2 separate regions of the Oryctolagus cuniculus genome follow, and region 1 is linked to region 2. Evidence: chromatin contacts called from public Hi-C data. All regions are on one chromosome and are shown on one strand. Each heading gives the region's core, a stretch centred on a gene start, on an enhancer-like site or on the middle of the called end of the contact. The rest is flanking DNA. Distances are from core to core; before and after follow the strand shown.

Region 1 (2,700 bases), core at 170-2,669, 230 kb after region 2:
CATCAACGTACGGTGGTTACCATTTCCATTCCTTTTCCTTTTTTAAAATGACGCAGACCACCTCCATTACAATCCATGTTTGGATCTTGTTCCTGCCTCTTTTGAGTATGAAATATAAATCATGTTTTTATGATTTTTGTAAATCTTGACTTTTTACACCTTGTTTTTGTAAGCAGAAGTTTCTTATTAAAAGAATAAAATGGCTGTCCTTGTATGCAGTCTTTATTTCACATATCTGTTAACACACCATTGTTAGTCCTCAGGACCGGAGCGCTCACACGGTGCAAAACTGTGGGAACTATGTACAGAACTTGACAGAGCAGAAGCGATACCTTAGCGGGGGCTGGGCTGCTCACCAGGGAGCACAGTTCCCAGTGGACTCAAGGGAGGAGAGAGAACCAGGCAGGGAAGGGGGAGGCTCCCGCTGCATCAAACTTCAGCCGCCATCGGGGCATGTCCTGTGGTGGTCACACACTGTGGGCTGCTTTTGGAAGGCTTGAGTACTGCACCGAGATTCCATCTATCTGCAATCAGATGACAGGACAACAGATGACATCAGAAACGGAAAGCACAGGAGGGAGACTGCTAAGATTCAAATCCCTTGTGCCATCTGGAAACACATTTAGCTAGGAAAGCCAAGGGTTTAAAATCGAGTCTTCTAAATTTCATGAACAATTGGTATAAATCACGGCTTCTCCCCACCTCTAGGATTCCTAAGACATGCAGAGATTAGGCGCTTACCTCCTTGGCTACACCCCTGGCTGGGGTGCCATTAGGTCAATATCACTCAAGTTCCTGGCCAGCCACACGCCTGCAGCAAACAGTCCCAAATTGAGAATCAAGTTCCTGGAAAAAGAATGTATTTCATCAGTCCTGTGGCCACGGAGTCCCTTGGATAGTCACCCAACACAGCGAGGAAGCCATCACCGCCTCCTTCCTGAGGTTGCCCAAGACCCACGTGGGAATTCTGAGTCCACTTCTGAGCCTGATAACGGCAGGATCAAACCCACAGACCAACTAAGCACTCGTCCAGCGCCCAAAACCCTGTTGGTATTTGGGCACCTTCTCCCGCCCCGTCACCCTATATAGCGTCTCTTTAACAGATCGCGTCTGCCCCCACGCAACTCCCGCGGTCAAGGACCCCAGCAAGGTACACCCAAGGCCATGAGAAGGACACGATGTTGGCAGTGTACCGAGACACCCCCGGGGACGCCAACCCCACAGGGACAGGGCAACGCAGCAGGTGTAGACGGTGAAGGGCAGAGAGGGACCGGGATGCCTGGCTCAGTTACCTCCGGAAATCATTCCTGTCAGTGGCAAAGCGATAGACGCCACGAAGCCAATCTCCCACGTTGTCAGGGATCTCTGGAGCTTCATTCGCGGGGCCAGAAGGATTCACAGTGACCCCACTGGAAGCCATAGCAGCACCTTTGCGCTCAGCACGGTCCCCTCACACGGTATAGCAGCCGCCCCGGCGATACGCAACTTCCGGCCTGGCACTTCCGGCGGTGCTGGCCGGCAGAGGGCGCTGCGACCTGAGCATGCGCCGACGTCCGAGTCGGGCCCGCCCCCAGCGCTGCACATGGAGGCGCGCGGCCCGACTCCACAGTCCCCTGCTGCTGGCTCCCGCTCTGCAGCTGCACGTGCCGAGTGATCCTTTCGGTGGCTCCAGAGGAGGATGCTGGGCTGTCCCAGCCCGTGAGGGTGGGGTAGGGGCTGGCTCTGCCCGGAAAACGTAGCCTTGGGGAATGGGGTTTTCAAGAAAGTCTCCATCGAAAGTCGTAGAACGCGCTGTGCTAAAAGGGGTCGCAATTTGTAACTCCCAGGCTCGGTCCCCGATTGCTTTCATCTTAGGAGTTTTGTAAGGGGAGGAGCGCCTGGTGTTCTCGCCTCACAAGATCCCTCCCACCCTATTCCCCGCCGTCTCCTGTCTGTGTCACTAGCAAATGGTGCAGTGCTTCCTGGAGGTGGCTCTGTCCCCTGCTTGGGGGCATCCAGGGGTCTTCCGGGACCGGGGAAGAGGCTGGCCCAAGAAAAAGCCTTCGGGTTCTGAGTCAGAGGAAGAGGAGCAGGTGGAGCAGGGGACATCCTCCCTCGGATCATGGGGCGTCTCTAGAAGGCCTTGTTCCCGCTTCGTGGGTCCCTCTGCCTCGGCCCCAGCTCGGCACTCCTTCCCCTGCTGGGTTTCCAGGCTGGAGCTGGCGGCTGCGGCGAGAAGGGCTGCACTGTTGGTGGTTAGGGTGTTCATCGAGGAGCGATCCTTGCGTTCAGTTCGTTTGGGTCCCTCCTCCCCTGTGCCGGGGCAAGACAGAAACGCTCACCTCGGGGCCCCGAGTTTCCCTCTCCCGGAACCAGGCTGGGCGACCCGACAGTTGAGCCCAGCGCCGCACCCGGTCCCGTCTCGCCCCTCCCCGCCCCAGGACCAGCGGCCGCCCCCAGTGCCGCCGCCAGTCCTCTCCAGGGTCCCCCGCCTCTCCGCCTCCGCCCACCAGAGGGCGGCCGCGTCCCCCTCCCGGGAGCAAGTCCGGCGCCGCAGCCCCGACCGCGGCGCGGGGTGGGTCCGGGAGGCCCTTGGAGCGCTGCGGCCAGGGACGCGCGGTGAGAGCTGCGGGCCCGGAGGCTCGCGTCGGGGGGGAGGGGGCGCTGCTGGAGGGAGGGGATGGCGCGGGACCGGGGCGAGGATCTTAGCTCAGGAGGACC
Region 2 (2,700 bases), core at 125-2,624:
GAGAGGGCGAAAGACCACAGCACGCCTTGGTAGGGAAGCTCAATATTTTGAAGCAGGAATCCCGCCCAGCTCTGCCTGGCCAATGAAGAGGCGAAACAGTCCTCTCTGGACCAATCAGGAGATGTTCCGGGTTCCCAACCGAGCAAACCAATCAGGACACAGGTTCACCAACTCAGGAGGCCGCCGCCAAGTCCCTCAGAGGGGTGGGCGCGCACAGCCTGAGGGGCCCTCCTCCGGTCGCAGCCCACGCTGGGGCGGGATAGCTGGGCATAAGCCTGCTGCCCAGGCCAGGGGAAAGTTGCAGAGTACCCCAACTCTCTCAGCGCCGGGCCCGCGCTTCTACCCCTTACCGTTCCGGAGCCGCCAGCCCCGGCAGCGGCCGCCGTGTCGGCCATCTTGCCCTGGCGTAACGTGCGTGAGCGCGGGGCGCGATGGGACTTGTAGTCACGGGGCGGGGGTGGGCGGGGCGCGCGCACGCTCCTCCCGGTTTTCCGAAGCCTCGCTGGGTGGGGGTGCGCACGTGACCATTTGTATGCGAAGTGTGTGGGCTTGGGGGGGGGGTGCGAAAATGCTATCTTGGTTTACGCGAATTAAAATAAGCCTGTTTTAATAGTGAATCGTTTCTGATGAGGAAGGATCCAGGAGGTAGTCTACACTGGCAGGGTTTCTCCAAACGTCTCTGGTTATTAGCCACACCTGGCTGGGCCCAGCGCGGTCCTAGTGACCCCACCGTGGGAAAGGGGCTTGGGGATTTGGTTACCAAGCTCCCTGGGTCCTCTTGGGAAACCCTGGGGCATCTGATCTCGTGATTTTGTGCGGCCGTCCGTGGACCCCTTGGGGATGGGCGTGCCTGCTCCGGGCCTGCCTCAGTCCTCGAGCGTCGCGTCCGCGTGGCCGCCGAGGGTCTTGGGGGGGGGGTGTGTGTCGAGGGTCCACGCCGCGCCTGCGCCTTGGCAGGGCACGGACGCTGGGCTTGGGTCCCAGCCCTCGGCGGCTGCAGGAGTTTGGGCACAATACCTAACCGCTCTGTGCGTCAGTCTCCTTTTCTGTGAATCTGGGGGTGGAGGGGTGCTGACGGCCGAGGGGACAACCAGGTAACGACGGCAGGGGACTGTCCCGGTGCCCGACGTGCAGCCAGTTGCCCCACTGTGTGGTGGGCTTCCTGGGTCGCGCGCGCTGGCGGGCCCCGCTAGGCGCCTGCTGGCCGTGCGCACCTGAGCCCGCCGGGGCCCCGTCCCCTACCTAGGGCGCGCGGGGCGGGGCCGGCGGGGGTCGGCACCCGGGCTGCGCGGAGCCGCGCCCCAGCCCCTTTGTCTCCCCCGCCCCCTCTTCCCCACTTCCTGCCCAGCTTCAAACTCGGGATCCGCCGACTTTGTAAACACGCCGCGGTCGCGGGGGCGGAGCCTGGGTCTGTTTGGGCGCCTGGGGACGGGGTGCGCTGCCTCGCCGCGGCTGCGGGCTGCGACCACCCCCACCCCAGCCCCCCGCCACTTCCCGAAGACCGAGGCCAGAGGCGGCGGGGGAGCGCGTGTGCGGCCACCCCGGGTGCTCCGCGGGACTCACCTGCCCACGAGGTAGGCTTGGGGGCTGGCGCAGCGGGGAGAGGCGATGTGGGCATCACCCCCTGGCCCTGGGGCTTCGCGGTTCACGCTAGATATCCTGAGCGGCCGGGGGGGGGGGTCGCCAGAGGTTGGGTTGGGGGTCTCCGCGCCGTCAGCACCTCCCTGGCGGCCCCTCAGCCGGGCCCCTTTGCGCTCCCAGGACGCGCGCGCCGCTTCGCGTGTACTCGAAGGGCGGAGAAGCCCTTGCGCCTCTGCGCTCACCGCCGCCCCCTTAAGCGGACCTGGGAGCGAGGGCGCTTCCCTGGGCTGTTCCCGTTCTTCCTACCCCAGAGCGGGGCGCGAGAGACCGAGGCCGGGGGAGGCCACTGTTTGTCCCGCCGTCGCCTCTGATGGGTGCACAGGGGAGAGTTTGCGCGTCGGCGGTGTGTCTGAGTGTTAACCCGAGGAGTCACCGCAGAAGCCGGTGTAAGGCAGGGGGCACGGAGGGGCCGAGCGTGGGCCGTGCGCCGGCTCTGTGTGGGGTGCCGAGAGTGCGGGAGTGCGCATCCACAGCCACAGCACAGCCCGGGGACGTGCCCAGGGCGGCGCGAAGCGTCAGGGAGAAAGGGAGCTTTGAGCTGGATTCGGAAGGAAGGATGGACAGATCGCTGGGTAGGGACGTTAGTGGGAAGACTGGGGGCACTGCTCATCCCACAGAACTGGACTGCACTCCGCTGTGGGCTACGTGGTGACCCAGCAGCAACTGCTCTCTCTAGCGCACTGCCCAGGTATGAAGAGGAGGTGGGGATGAATTCGAGGAAAGGCAGATGTCTGGGCTGGTTCCCAAACAGCCAATAATGTCCAGCTGGTGCAGCGCCCCCCACACCTGGGCTCCGAGCTGTTTCCTCTGGCAGGTGCTGGCCCTCTGAAACACCCCCCCTCCCCCCTGTCTCTGTTCCCCGTGGGAGCAGACGTCAGTGGGGAGGTGGATCTCCATTGCTTCCCGGCAGATGCTCCGCGCTCATTCCTGGCGCAGGCACTGAGGAATCCCTGCGGCACCTGTGTGCGTGGCCGCTCTCCGTCTGCGTGCGCCCCGGGTGTTCAGGGTGTTCAGGGTTCAACAGGTGGGAGCGTCCGCCCCTCTAGAAGCTGAAGTTGA

The links. A called contact is a pair of places that touch in the nucleus more often than the background predicts.
Region 1: a contact with region 2 is called in a Hi-C map of an unstated tissue, with 2.9 times the contacts expected there. The contact joins the promoter of TOMM6 here to the promoter of CCND3 in region 2. A contact is called at or near these places in 3 of 6 Hi-C or Micro-C datasets (ear pinna, psoas muscle and an unstated tissue).

Annotation. Positions count from the first base shown.
Region 1 is chr5:128,103,608-128,106,307 of mOryCun1.1, forward strand. It overlaps TOMM6 (translocase of outer mitochondrial membrane 6), which reads right to left and starts at 1,420. Exons shown (of 2, transcript NM_001171253.1): 1 at 1,293-1,420; 2 at 750-846. The coding sequence starts at 1,420. The coding sequence ends at 750. PRICKLE4 (prickle planar cell polarity protein 4) reads right to left here. Exons shown (of 8, transcript XM_051855706.2): 8 at 1,934-2,292. The coding sequence ends at 1,940. It also overlaps a transcript of USP49 not described here.
Region 2 is chr5:127,870,344-127,873,043 of mOryCun1.1, forward strand. CCND3 (cyclin D3) reads left to right here and starts at 1,375. Exons shown (of 4, transcript XM_051855705.2): 1 at 1,375-1,574. It overlaps TAF8 (TATA-box binding protein associated factor 8), which reads right to left and starts at 413. Exons shown (of 9, transcript XM_051855711.2): 1 at 351-413. The coding sequence starts at 395.